3 separate regions of the Sus scrofa genome follow, and all the other regions are linked to region 3. A link is a contact called in public HiChIP or PLAC-seq data. All regions are on one chromosome and are shown on one strand. Each heading gives the region's core, a stretch centred on a gene start, on an enhancer-like site or on the middle of the called end of the contact. The rest is flanking DNA. Distances are from core to core; before and after follow the strand shown. Region 1 overlaps ABHD17C (protein ABHD17C). Region 2 has its middle 65 kb from the start of ABHD17C. Region 3 overlaps ARNT2 (aryl hydrocarbon receptor nuclear translocator 2).

What was found. HiChIP or PLAC-seq counts read pairs in DNA pulled down with a chosen protein or histone mark.
Region 1: a contact with region 3 is called in an H3K27ac HiChIP or PLAC-seq map of alveolar macrophages. The contact joins two enhancer-like sites. A contact is called at or near these places in 1 of 47 Hi-C or Micro-C datasets (alveolar macrophages) and 1 of 2 datasets of contacts at active chromatin or transcription factors (alveolar macrophages).
Region 2: a contact with region 3 is called in an H3K27ac HiChIP or PLAC-seq map of alveolar macrophages. The contact joins two enhancer-like sites. A contact is called at or near these places in 2 of 47 Hi-C or Micro-C datasets (embryonic fibroblasts and liver) and 1 of 2 datasets of contacts at active chromatin or transcription factors (alveolar macrophages).

The regions. Positions count from the first base shown.
Region 1 is chr7:49,549,092-49,553,731 of Sscrofa11.1, forward strand. The region is part of intron 1 of ABHD17C (protein ABHD17C); the gene reads left to right. Among named protein-coding and RNA genes, the nearest start is that of ABHD17C, 11 kb to the left of the region's middle. Within about 2 kb of position 2,605, at least 22 of the 83 cell types and tissues checked have an H3K27ac peak or open chromatin away from gene starts, as enhancers often do. A contact at or near this core is called in alveolar macrophages, where this site is marked.
Region 2 is chr7:49,473,709-49,478,368 of Sscrofa11.1, forward strand. No RefSeq gene overlaps it. Among named protein-coding and RNA genes, the nearest start is that of ABHD17C, 65 kb to the right of the region's middle. Within about 2 kb of position 2,338, at least 3 of the 83 cell types and tissues checked have an H3K27ac peak or open chromatin away from gene starts, as enhancers often do. A contact at or near this core is called in alveolar macrophages, where this site is marked.
Region 3 is chr7:49,305,939-49,310,152 of Sscrofa11.1, forward strand. The region is part of intron 2 of ARNT2 (aryl hydrocarbon receptor nuclear translocator 2); the gene reads left to right. Among named protein-coding and RNA genes, the nearest start is that of ARNT2, 49 kb to the left of the region's middle. Within about 2 kb of position 2,798, at least 19 of the 83 cell types and tissues checked have an H3K27ac peak or open chromatin away from gene starts, as enhancers often do. A contact at or near this core is called in alveolar macrophages, where this site is marked.

The DNA of each region.
Region 1 (4,640 bases), core at 1,355-3,854, 240 kb after region 3:
CTCACAGGGACTGAAGCTTGGGAACTGGGAAGCCATCTCGACCCCTGAAGCTCACCCCCTCAGCTGCCTCTGTGTGGGCTGGTGTCTCCGGGCTCCTTCTCTCTGTGTGCCTGGCCTCTTGCCCTTTTTACAACAAGCCTCTTCCCTATTCCTGGTCTCTGCGCATCAGCTCACCCCCAACCCAGCTGTGCTCACCCCTGACTCAGCTGCCCGGGAACTGGCTTCCCTCTGGCTCCTGGATTCCTGTCCCCCACTCTTGACTCTCCCAGTCGTGCCCCGGGATCGCGATGGCTGGGGCTGAGAGCAGGTAAAGTGAACAGAATGCTCTCTTTAGGGACCAGTCCCATGCAGCCTTGAGAGGAGGGGCCTGGGCCAGGATGAACAGGACCCCGCACGTCCATGGTCGAGCACTTCTGGGTGGCGGCCAGTCCTGCTCCTTCCTCTTCCAGGTGTAGGGGGTGGGGCCATCTCCACTCTCCACTCAGCCCCTCTGTGCCTGGAAGAATGGACCATAATTAATAGACCTGAAACCGGGTCAGTAGAGCAGTGACGTGGTGGCCTCGTGACCAGTATGTGGCTCCCTTTGTGAGCCTGGCGATGAAAGGCTATGGAAAAATAGGGCTCTCCTCTCTAGTTGCCTCCCCCCTCTCTGCCCTCCAGCGGCTCTGCCATCTGCCCTGCGACAGGGCTGCTGTGCAGAGAATTCTGCAGCCGCCCGTGGGGCAAGGGAGACCAGGAGGAGGGAGAGGAGAGAAGAGGGGCAGGACTCCTGTGTCACCATATCAGGAGAGATGCCCAGCTCGATGTGATTAAATGATTTAGTCCTTCATTTAGATAATTTACAGCCAGGCCTGATTTCTGACTCTTGTGTCAGAGTCGCGCAGGCAAGGTTGTCTCAAGGGTGACCTGGAGAGGCATGTGGCTGTAAGCCTTTGCATTCTCTGGCAATTTTTTGTTGTTGTCTTTTTTTTTAGGGCTGCATCTGCAGCATATGGAAGTTCCCAGGCTAGGGATCAAATCGGAGCTATAGCCGCCAGCCTGCATCTGCGACCTGCACCTTAGTCCACTGAGCAAGGCCAGGATCGAACCTGGGTCCTCATGGATACGAACCAGATTTGTTTCCGCTGAGCCACGATGGGAACTCCTTCCTTCTCTGGCATTTTTTTATGGTTGTGGATGGTGGAGTCAAAGGACCTGAGTTTAGATCCTACCTGGGCCGCTTACTAATTGATTGACCTCAGGCAATTTTCCTAACCTTTTGGAACCTCAGTTAAAGTAATAATGGTGGGGATTGTAGGGGTGCACAGTTGGTCACCCGAAAATATGGCTCTTTGGCATAAGGATTATTTGAGGCTGAAGATTTTGAGACCAAGCTGCGGACATGGAAGCTTTAAAAACCCTTTAAAGTAGAAGTTACCCTTTTGTAAGAGACCTTTACTTGTTCTCAGGGAAATCTCCATTTGTAAAGGTGTCTCCCAGAGGCTCCAGAAAGAGGGAGGGGCTGTGACCTGATCCTGAGAAGCTCTAATCTAGGCGCCGATGACTTAAATTTGCATCACAACCTCACCTTTGTTTACTTGGCTTTTCCTGGTGACCTCCCAGGGCTAATCCCCCAGCTCAGTCTTCCTTTGCTTGAGCTGAAAATGGTTTCAGAGGTGAGGGCCTCTGACACTTCAGAGAGTTACTGGGTTTTCCTGGGTCTTTCCCATGTGTGCATGTTGTTAAATATTTGTTAGCTTTTCTCCTGTTCATCAGTCTTTTTTTTTTTTTTTTTTTTTTGGTCTTTTTAAGGCCACACCCTCAGCATATGGAGGTTCTAAGGCTAGGGGTCTAATCAGAGCTGTAGCCGCCAGCCCATGCCACAGCCACAGCAATGCCAGAATAGAGCCGAGTCTGTGACCTACACCACAGCTCATGGCAACGCCAGATGCTTAACCCACTGAGCAAGGCCAGGGATCGAACCTGCAACTTCATGGTTCCTAGTTGGATTCGTTTCCGCTGTGCTACGACGGGAACTCTGTTCATCAGTCTTATGTTTAATTATTAGACTGGTCAAAGGACCTAGAAAGGAAGAAAGGACAACTTCTCCCCCACTTGGTAGTATTAATAATATTAACAATAATAAAAACCACAACAATCACCACTTCACAGTCAGAGCACGAGTGGGATGTTACTGTGGCCTAGGATTACTAGTCAAATTATTAGAGCTGAAATAACCGAATGCTCACATCATGCTTAGATCAGAGGGTGTTAAATTGCTTCCTTCCCCACTCTCCACGGATGTAAATAATACCCAGGGCAGGCCAGCCTGGTGGATGTGGCCACAGAGGAACTGTAAAGAGGTTTCGCTTTATTTGCAGCCCAGGGGGGGAGCGGCTCCTTGAATGTGTTCCTCCAGCTTTGAGAGCTCTGTGTATCCCGTCTAGGCTTTGGGGAGTGGTATGTACATTAGCATTTTAAACCAGATAGCACTTCATCCACCAAGGTGTTTATATCCCCAGAGGAGGTCTTAAAAGGAGAGGAAACCTTCCCTGTAATCCAACACCTCGCAGTTTCTCTGCAAACCCTTCCTCCTTTGCCCCCGCAGTGCTGTTTCCAGGTTTAGCTCTCCCGGAGCTGAGCACGTGTTCGGGGCGGAACCAGAGGCGTAACTCTGGCCTGGAGCTGGGGACGACCCTGGGGAGACAAAACACCCTCCCTCTCCACCCCTGAAGACGTTCCGGTTGCTCTTTCCTAATGGGGTGACCTTCAATAGATAGTTGTTTCCTAAAGTTGGCTGTGGGACCTGAGCACACATTTCCTCTTAAAATATGAATGCTCCCACGATGCCTTGTCCCTCCAAGTCCTGTTGAGTGTTCAAGGCGCTGTGAAATGGAGCTCATTGATAACTTCCACAATATTGATTGACTTCAGAGCCTTAAAGGACCGTATGGCACCGCGGTGAAACTGGAAACCTCTGTTTCCAGGAAGTCTAGGTCCTTCACCTTTAATGCTTAGCCTGATAATTAAGTATTGCCTATCATTTACTTGCAGAGTTACTGGCAAGAGTCTTACGAGGTTATTCGCCCTGCACTGCTTAAATTTTCAAATGAAAAAGGAGTACCTGAACCTTCAATGCTGGTGCTTAGTTTGTCCTTTCAGTTTACATTTTTAAAAGGTTAAAATGAAATCTGAGCAGTTTTGTTGGGGGTGGCGGGGGTGGGGGGGGGTGAGGAACGACTTAAAGCAAGCCTGTGTTCATGATATAGCCACAAACAGTGAGTTTCCAGATGGTAATTATAACTCTGGTAGCTAACACCTCTGTTATTATGGTTGGTAATCAAATGAGAATTCCAGCTTACCCAAAACTGTTCTTAGTGATTGTCATGGACCAAACCATGTGCAGTGATAATGACCTTGACTGCACAAATCTGTGATACCAGGACAAGATTCTTTTATGCTGGTTTAGCTCAAATAATTTGATTTCTCCCTATTGACATAAATAATGCAAGGATATTTCAGAATCTCCATTTTCGGTGGCTGTGTTGTTTAATGAATACCATTGTCCTTATAACTTGTAACATTTATGCCTCTTAGTTTACATATATATAAAACCATTCTCATGTTAATCATTTCTAAACAATTGCTATAACTAGGCTGCATAAAATAATTTTTAAATGAAACCAGAGTCATATATTTAACTGGAATACACTAGTTTTTCCTACTAAAAACTTCAGGAAAACCCTAGCAAGATAGATTTAAGAACATACGAAGCTAAAAAAAAAAAAAGAACATACGAAGCTAAAATATAATTGCAGAAGAGAGATTAAGGTGGTTTGAGCTGTCCATTCATTGCACAGGGTTCCCCAGTCTCTGTTTCCTTCACGTGTGCTTTGTGGGAGCTTATCGCCCTGGGGTTCTGGCTGCTTCAGGACTGCACCCACTGGGTGGTTCTGCCGCCAGACTCAGCCGATTATAAACACAGGTCTTCATCCCTCTGACCTCACCACACCTTTCATTTACCCGGCTCCAAACTGCAAGACTGCAAGTCTCCCTTGGTGCCTTGATGCCTTCCCCTCCACCCGTATATCTGCTTAGCCAGAAGTTTCTATTGTTTTTTCTTTCTTTTTTTTTTCTTTTGGCTTTTTAGGACCTTACCCAAGGCATATGGAAGTTCCCAGCTTAGGGGTCGAATCGGAGCCGCCGCTGCCAGCCTACACCACAGCCACAGCAACGCGGGATCCAAGCCACATCTGTGACCTAATCCACAGCTCACAGCTACACCGGATCCTTAACCCACTGAGTGAGGCCAGGGATCGAACCCAAGTCCTCATAGGTACTGGACGGATTTGTTACCACTGAACTCCTCTGTTGTTTTTCCTTTTGATAACTTGGCTCCTGAATTACCCTGATTGCCCAATCTCCCTGCCTCCCATCCTTCTCTGGATGCGTCATCCACTGCCCAGAACTGGCTGACATCTGTGCCCTCCTGGGGCAGCCCTTTCTGCCCTAGAATGGGCACTCATTGAATATGTGTGGAGTAGATAAATGAATGAGCTGGTGATAATCGGTTTACAGATTTTAATGTAAGAATCACCTGGGAGGCCTTCTCGGGACCCCATCCTCGGAGATTTTGATACAGTAGATCTGGAGGAAAGCAT
Region 2 (4,660 bases), core at 1,088-3,587, 170 kb after region 3:
CCGCTGTTGTGGCACAGGGAGGTTCCCAGGCTAGGGGTCGAATCAGAGCTATAGCCGCCAGCCTACATCAGAGCCACAGCAACGTGGGATCCGAGCCACATCTGTGACCTACACCACAGCTCATGGCAACGCCGGATCCTTAACCCACTGAGCAAGGCCAGGGATCGAACCCCCAACATCGTGTTTCCCAGTCGGATTCGTTAACCACTGAGCCATGATGGGAACTCTTCCCTGCCCTTTTTTAACCTCTACAGTCTGCCTGCACTCCTTGGCTCAAGACTCTTTCCTCAAGTAACTCCAACCTCTTATTTCCACTGTCATATCTTCTACTACCCATTCTGATCCTCCAGCCTCCCTCATATAGGGTTTGTGATTCCCATGGGGTCCACTCTGAAAATCCAGGCTCATCTCCCATCTCAAGACCCTTAACTTCATCACATCTGTAGAGTCTTTTCTGCCACGTAAGGTGACATAGTCACAGGATCCAGGGATGAGGATGTGGACATCTTTGCGTGGTCACCCATCACACCTATCAAGGGGAAAATGGTCTCATTCTGACGCCAGTGCTGTGGTTATCAGAACTCAGTTGTGGAGTTCCCTTTATGGCTCAGGGGGTTAAGAACCTGACTAGTATCTATGAGGAAGCAGGTTTGATCCCTGGTCTCTCTCAGTAGGTTAAGGATCCAGGGTTGCCTCCAGCTGCGGGCATAGGTCATAGACGTAGCTCGGATCTGGTGTTCCGGGGCTCTCGCAAGGCTAACACAGAACTGCTCTGAGCTGACGCCTGTGGGAATTCTCCATACGCCTGGGAATCTGGCTCCTGTCATGCATGTGCCCCTCCCTCTGCCAGCCCTGGTGTTTAATGCATCCTCCTCTCTCTGACCTACGACACCTGCAAGAGCTAAATTTGATCGTGTTTAAGTAGGCTCCATGATGGAAGCAATTTTTCCTCCCCTGGCAGACTTCAATGAGGGCCTCTTGAATTCAAAATGCAAATGGCTCACCTCTGACTGATGTGCAGCACAATGCAAGCATGTCTGGTTTCCCTGTCATTGTCAAGGTTGATGGAAACTCCTGTTAAATAGACACACACACTCGCACACACGCAGACCCCAGGGCACTTGGGTCTGCTGATACAATTTCCTGCTGAATCAGCAAACACTGAGTGACCCCCCTCTTCCCATGAGGACATGCTGGGGCAGAGGGTGAGGGCTCAGAGGGAGAGGAGAAGGGGTCTTTGCTGTCCTTTGTGCCTCATCAGCCTCTCAGCAGCCCCCAAGCCCAGACTCATCTCTTCTAGCTGGTCTTCCACATTCTGGCTCTCAAAATACAGTGCAAATCTGGAGTTCCTTTCGTGGTTCAGGGGTTAACAAACCTGACTAGGATCCATGAGAATGTGGGTTCCATCCTTGGCCTTGCTCAGTGGGTTAAGGATCCAGCATTGCCATGAGCTGTGGTTTAGGTCACAGGTGCCGCTTGGATCCAGCATCGCTATCGCTGTGGCATGGGCTGGCAGCTGTAGCTCTGATTTGACCCCTAGCCTGGGGACCTCCATATGCCAAGGGTAGGGCCCTAAAAAAAAAAAAAAAAAAAAAAAAGTGCAAATCTGATTGACTCCTGTCTTCCTACAACCCTTCATGATTCCTGAATAAGAGCATAGGAGAGGCTTTCTGTTTCACAGGGCGTTCAAGGCCTCCTGTAAGGTTCCACCCATCCCTCCCTCCAGCTGCAATGCCAGCTATTCCAGCCTTCAGGCCTTTGACTCGGCAGCAGCTCTGCTGCTGACGACCTTAACTACTGATCCTTCCAAACTTAGTTCAGGAGTGACCCCCCCCCCAGGAAGCCTTCTCAGCTCACCCCCCCAATGAGGCCTAATGCACAAGGCATTCCTGTTCCATGCTCAGTGTGGGGCAGGTGACACTTTGTATGGACACAGCATTTCTCACCAGATGGTCCCCTCAAGGACAGCGCCTGTGTCCCACTCACTTCTGTATCTCTAAAGCCTCATACAGTGTTTGGCATCCAGTAGGAGAACTAGGTTAAAATGAATTCAAGAAACATGCATCTCAGAGTTCCATGGTGGCCTAGACATTAAAGATCTGGTGTTGTCGCTGCTATGGCGAGGGCTCAGTCCTCGGCCTGGGCACTTGAGCGTGCTCAAGGCACGGCCAAAAAAAAAGAGAGAGAGAGACAGAAAAGAAATGTGCATCCTTGCAGACCATGTTAAGCTTCCCTGCCTTATGCTCTTTTAAACGTGGGCTCAGCTCCTGACGTTGGTAAAAGAGCCCATAGATGCTGCAATTTGTAAAAATCTCCCTTGGTGGCAGTAAACTGTCAAGCCAGCAAGCCCCAAACTTCAGAAACTCCCAGAAAAGGGCAAATGTGACGGAAGCTGGTACTCATTACTCACCGCCAGCGTTTGTTTTTCAACCAAATGGGTTCTTGATTAATGGTTTTGTAAAATATTTGGGGAAAATATAAAAACAAATTAATGTGATGTTTTCTGATTCGCAAATCCCTGGAAACCAGCATCGGTAATATATTACCATCAGGCATCTGATGAGCATGTCTCATCTTTGACCCAGGCTTTGGAAACATGGGGAGAAAACCCAACAACCCAATTTGAAGCAATAGTCTCCGTGAAATACACACTGATGTCACTGACCCCAGGAAGGCACACAGGGGACAGTCACCATCTCCTGCCTGAAGGCTGACATGTAATCCAAGAGAGCTGTTTTATTTATTTCCACATGTCCTCTATTCCCTGCCCTCAAATGGCTTTGAAATTGAGGATACTTTGCAAAGGAAAGATAAATTTTCCTACCAAGATTGGACTCAGCTGATGTATAAGTCACTGATGAAGATCTCTTGGGCACAATAGCTACTACGTGTTGACACTGAACGTGCTATAATTTATCCGTATCTCGACGAGGCAAGGACCTCATTGGCATTTTACAGAGGTGGCAGCTGACGCTCATCTTAACTCGCTTTACCAAATGACACGGAAGTGACGGATTTGAACTAAGGACAGCTCTGACTTCGAGGCTCATGCTCTGAGCTACTGCATTCAGGGTCCGAGTCCTCTGCCCCTTCATCCATGAGGTCTCTGATACATAGAATCCTAGCACCCAGCGGTCACCTGACATGGCCATCTTGCTCAACCCACAGCCCTCCTGCTAAAGCAGAAAGCTCATGGGCTCCCAGGGCAGCAGCTTCCAGCTCGGCTGAGCACATGTGAAGTGAGCCTTCCCCAGCTTGAGTTCAACTCTGCTATGACTCCACCATTAGGACTAGTTCTGACCTCTGGGACCTTGCAAGCATCCTGGGAAGTCTGAGGCTTTTGTTTTGTTTTGTTTTGTTTTTGTTTTTTTCCCTTTCTTTTAAGGAAAAGACCCATACGCCACACCCTAGGCATATGGAAGTTCCCAGGCTAGAGGTTGAATTGGAGCTGCAGCTGCTGGCCTATACTACAGCCGTAGCAATGCAGGATCCGAGCTGTGTCTGCGACCTACACCACAGCTCACAGCAATGCCAGATCCTTAACCCACTGAACAAGGTCAGGGATCGAACCTGGTGTCCACATGGAGACCAACTGGGTTCATTTCCGCTGAGCTACTGTCTGAAGACTTTATCCCCTCCCTCAGGCTGTACTGGGACACAGGACTGAGCCCAGAGACTGGAAAAGGAGCCAGGACCAGAGCTGAATTTAGAGAAGGGACTGATCAGGAGTATGTCCATGGCACCCAGCATTGCTTCTAATCCAGGTCTTTCTTGAACCCACATCCAAATTCTCCATCTGCAAGATGGAGCTGAACTTAGACTTTTCCTCCCCTGGGGACTAGAACAGGAATGGCTGTTCTCATAATGGTCATCCAGAGGCACACAGAGTGACAAGGAAGGCCCCTAGTGGGGTGGGACACTACCACACATGTTCAGCGGGGACAGTCACTGGGCCTGGCCCACCCTCAATGCATGCAGGAGTTCCCAATGTGGCTCAGCAGTTATGAACCCGACTAGTATCCATGAGGACATGGGTTCGATCCCTGGCCCCACTCAATGGGTTAAGGATCCGGTGTTGCCGTGAGCTGTGGTGTAGGGTGCAGTCAAGGCTCGGATCTGGCGTTGCTGTGTTTGTGTTACAGACTGGCAGCTCCAGCTCCGATTCGACTCCTAGTCTGAGAACTTCCATATGCTGCAGGTGTGGCCCTAAAAAGACAAGAAGAAGGAGGAGGAGACAGAAGATACATCATGGAAACACTGTGGCCAGACCTAATCAGTGATTCCTAAACAGTACTCCTATCTGACATGGTGAAGCTCCCCTTCTCAGAGGTGATGGTTATGGCTTGACTCTTTCCCTGCTCCTTTCCCTTTTTAATTTTTTTTTTTTTATCTTTTTTATTTTTTGGCTGTGGCGTGCATCAGCTTGACATGGGGTCTCAGTCCACAGATCAGGGATGGAACCCAGGCAGCAGTGGTGAAAGCGCTGGGTCCTAACCACTAGACCACGAGGGAACTCCCTCCTGCTCCTTTCTCCTCTCTTGCTGCTGTGGTTTGCAAAAAAAAAAAAAAAAAGTTTAATACAGGAGACAGCAAATGCTTTCCGCCAAGGGCCAGAGAGGAACTATTTTTAGCCTTTGGGGGCCGTGCAGTCTCTGCCACA
Region 3 (4,214 bases), core at 1,548-4,047:
TATGATGTCTGGGGCAAAACTCTTCAGATCAGCTTTGTAATAAAGCAGCAGCCTGCCTCTGGGGCTTACTGCAAATCCAGCCGTCCTACTTTAACCAGCTATTCTTGCTAACTAGGTGCTAAGCTCAGTGGACTCCGGGTTGTTAAAAGAATGCACTTGCTGTCAACATATCAACTTACTGTTTTTTGGGTTTTTTTTTTAAGATTCCAGCTCTTTTAAAAATGTTTAAAATATCCATGCTAACTTCCATTCCCTGGGGCCAGAGTCCTATTGGTTGGCCCATCCTTTTTAAGAAGAGGCTGGCTCGGGGCTCTTTGATGAAGGAAAGAAGGCTGGGCCAGGGCCAAGGGCAGGCAGAGATGCCCAGGATTTACAGGACAAGGAGCCCTCTCCTTGGTGCAGGGGCGTTGTCTCTGTCTCCAAGCCTCTGCCAGGGGTTTCTGCTACCCGACCCCTCCCGCAGAGTGTGTGCTGGGTCTGCTGGGGACGGGGCTGCAGTGCACCAAGGCTACTTCCCTCCTCTGCCTTCCTATTCCTGACACCAGCCTGGCATCCAGACCTGACTTCTGCTTGCCCTCTGAGCTGATGGTGGAGGGTGGGCTCAGTCTCTTTTCTGAAGAAGTCCTCCAAGCTGCCCCCTTTCTGACCAGATCACACAGACGCCAAGTAACAACAGAGGTGGAGGGCGACCCAGGGGGGCCGAGACAGAGCCTCAAGTTAGTTCCACTTAAGCTCAGGAATCACAACAGCAAGAAAAGAAATGAGATTCAAGGGGCCAAACAGCAACTGCCAACACACCACTGGCCTTCTGAGGGCTCCAGCCTCCCAAGGCAGGTCAGGGACCTCCTCCCAAGGCTTGCACTCCATTGTCAGTTCCTGGAGCCTGTGTGTCTGCTTCCTTTTCCCCCATCAGTGGGAGGAGAAAGCAAACCTTGCTTCCCTCTGCTCAGCCCCCACAATTTAGGGGCGCATCCTCTGTGTCTAAGCAGGGAGATCTCCATCTTTACAGGGCCGTTTCCATAGTCCTTTTTGTTTTGTTTGTTTGTTTATTTGTTTGCTTTTTAGGGCCACACCTGCAGCATATGGAAGTTCCCATGCTGGGGTCAAATCGGAGCTGCAGCTGCCAGCCTCCACCACAGCCACAGCAACGCCAGATCCTCAACCCACTGAGCGAGGCCAGGGATGGAACCCACATCCATCCTCATGGATACTAGTCGGGTTCATGGAGCCGTAACAGAAACTCGCTCCATAGTAATGTTTACATCTGACATTTTTACATGTTTTGCTGGAATTCTGTGATGGAGGCCACCGCCGTTCTAGAACAGCCACAACGGTGCTAACACGCCTCTGACCACAGCCCATACACTGAGGACCAAGGAGACCCTGATGGACAGCGCATTCAGCAAAAAACAGGCCACCCCAAGGTGGGGCCCCTGCTCCTGCACAGGGCATGTCTGTCCACACGCCCTGGTCACCGCCTCGCTGCTTTTCTTCCTCTCCGCGAGCAAATGTGGGGCGCAGTTGGAGACACACAGAGGGAGAGAAGGAGAGACAAAGTGGGGGGTGGAGGGAGAGGGGAAACAGGAGGAGGCACAGACCTTACACCCCCCACCCCCCCAGTCCCTGCCTAGGTCCTCCCACTCTGACCTGGTTATTTTGGCGGAGGGAACATGTCCCAGCTTCCCAGGATAACCACCCAGGCCGCCCCAGTGTCTCCGAGCCGAGTAGAACTGACCCCTCGTGGGGTTTGGATCCCCGGCCACATGCCTGGCCCGATGCCCTGGATCCTCTGGGCTGAATGTTCTTTCCACTCCCCGGACAGCCTTCCCCAGTCGGCGTCTTAGCCAGCTGCGTGCTCTGCTAGCAGTGGGGACACAAGGTGAAGGTTCAGAAGTTTCAGATTCTTTGAAAAGTGATTCCACATGTGTGAGAGAAAAGAGCAGAAGCAAGTCACCTGGACTGCATCTTTGTCAAGAATGCCCTGATCTCAGGGAGGGGATGGGGGGGGGGCACCCACAGGGCCCATGGATGCCTTTTTTTCCCTTTTTTTTTTTGCCTTTTTAGGGCCGCACCCACAGCATATGGAGGTTCCAAGGCTAGGGGTCGAATCAGATCTGCAGCTGCCAGCCTACACCACAGCCACAGCAACACCAGTTCCGAGCTGCATCTGCGACCTACATCACAGCTTATGGCAGCGCTGGATCCGTAACCCACTGAGCGAGGCCAGGGATTGAACCTGCGTCCTCATGGATGCTAGTCGGGTTCATTAACCGCTGAGCCATGAAGGGAACTCGCACATGGGTGCTTTTACAGTGACTGGGAAGTGGCTGTGATTAGATTAGACAGCGGCTGTGCCCCAGAGCCAGCCCTTAAGGAGGGAGGAGGGAGGCTGTGGTACCTGGATGTACCAGCACCTTCCCACTGCCTTGGAATCAAATGCTGGGCTTCTCAAATATCATTCTTGAGGCAGACGGTTTCCAAAGTGTGCACAGCCAGCAGACTGGTATTGCCCTCCGGTGTAACCCCACGGCTGCTGGACTGTGGTTAAATACAGTTCACAGCACATAAGCAGGTATTCGGCTGGGTTTGCATTTATGCCGTGATGTCGCTATAGCCCCAGCCGCCTGATCCAGGCTCTGAAGAAAGGACATTTGCCGGCACCCATGTCACTTCCCTTTTTGTCAGCAGATATTATGAGCTGGCCCGGGGTCACTCCTTTGCTGCTGCTCTAGAGCCAGCCTCACTGGCACGGCCTCACATCCTTTCTCATGAGAGCACAAGTGAATCGCTTGGTGACTCATCGTTGATGATGCATCATTATTATTATGACACAGTCACTGTAGGGCAGATTCACATCCCTCACTCTTAACCAGGGGCAGGCTCCGAAGTGACTTGCACAGCTTTTTATTCATGTAAATTGACGGGTAAAACGCATTTCAAACCACCGTTGGAGGACTCTTTTGTTATCCACTTATTGTACCGAATTCTTTAAGGTGAACACAACGGGACTTAAAAGTCATATTTTGATTTTTCCTTTTTATTATCCAGATGTTTCAGTGTAGTTGAGACACAGAAAAGACATAAAATAAGAGATGATTTACTCAGAGGTTTTATAGCAGAAGAAATAAACATAGCTATTGCGGTCATGTTCACAGCGGCGCATTTGCCGTGGTGGCAGAAGACCCGGAGGCAGCCTTTTGCAAGCACTCCTCCAAAAGCTCCTTTGTCCTCAGAAGCTGATTTTCTCTGTGTGGCCTGTGAGCAGTGAGCCTGCTTTGGGGGTCAAGTGAGTGACCCTGAGGATTTGTTATGTCCTGACTTCTCTCCTGAGTCCATCTCCATGTCACACTTTTCAGAAGGACGAGATGTGACTGCAGCATCTGCACAGCCGGGAAGGCACAGTTTTGTGGTCCCTAATTTTTCACAGACAAATCCTGCTACGTTTTCCACAGCCCCTAGAAAACTCTGGCTCCAGAGCCCAGCCATCCTCTCTTATACCCTCTGCTCAGGTGGGCTGACCTGGTCCCAGCTGGGACCAGTTGCCCTGTGCCTCACCTCCCCATCTGCCTGCTGCATGAGGACCGGGCACAGACCTGAGCTGTCCTTACGGAAACCACGGGGACCAACTATCTGTGTAGTTGGCCCGGGACTTTCCCAGGTTTAACACTGAGGTCCTCTACCTCACGAATCCCTCAGTCGGGGAAAATCAGGACGATTGGTCACCCTAAATGCCCCAAAGATCATGCAGGCTGAGGAGGAACCGCTGACTAATAAATGGCGTCTCGCAGGAGCCAGATTATCACACTCATATCAATTTGAGCTGAAAGGCATTTTAAAGATAACTGTACATCTCACACCCACTTGAGGTTTTGCTCAAGGCTTGCATAAATCCATTGGAATTTTGAAAATGCGATTTCTTTTTCTTCACATGCAACTGTTGACAGCCCAGGGTATTATTAAGCCTCGTGTCCACAGCAGAGTCGCTCTTACCCATGATGAACACTGGGTGGCAGTGTGGTTCTGCGGCTCCGCAAAGGCACAGTGCTCCCCGAGCAGACTCTTTGGTGCTTATCTCCCAGGTGTCATTTTCAGGAAAGGTGAGGCGGTGGCTTAGTAACTAAGCAGAAAACTGATGACTTGACTTCATTTAGAAATTCATGTGTTCAGCCCACATCTTCCCACAACACAGACAATTGTGCAGCTGCTGTCTGGTG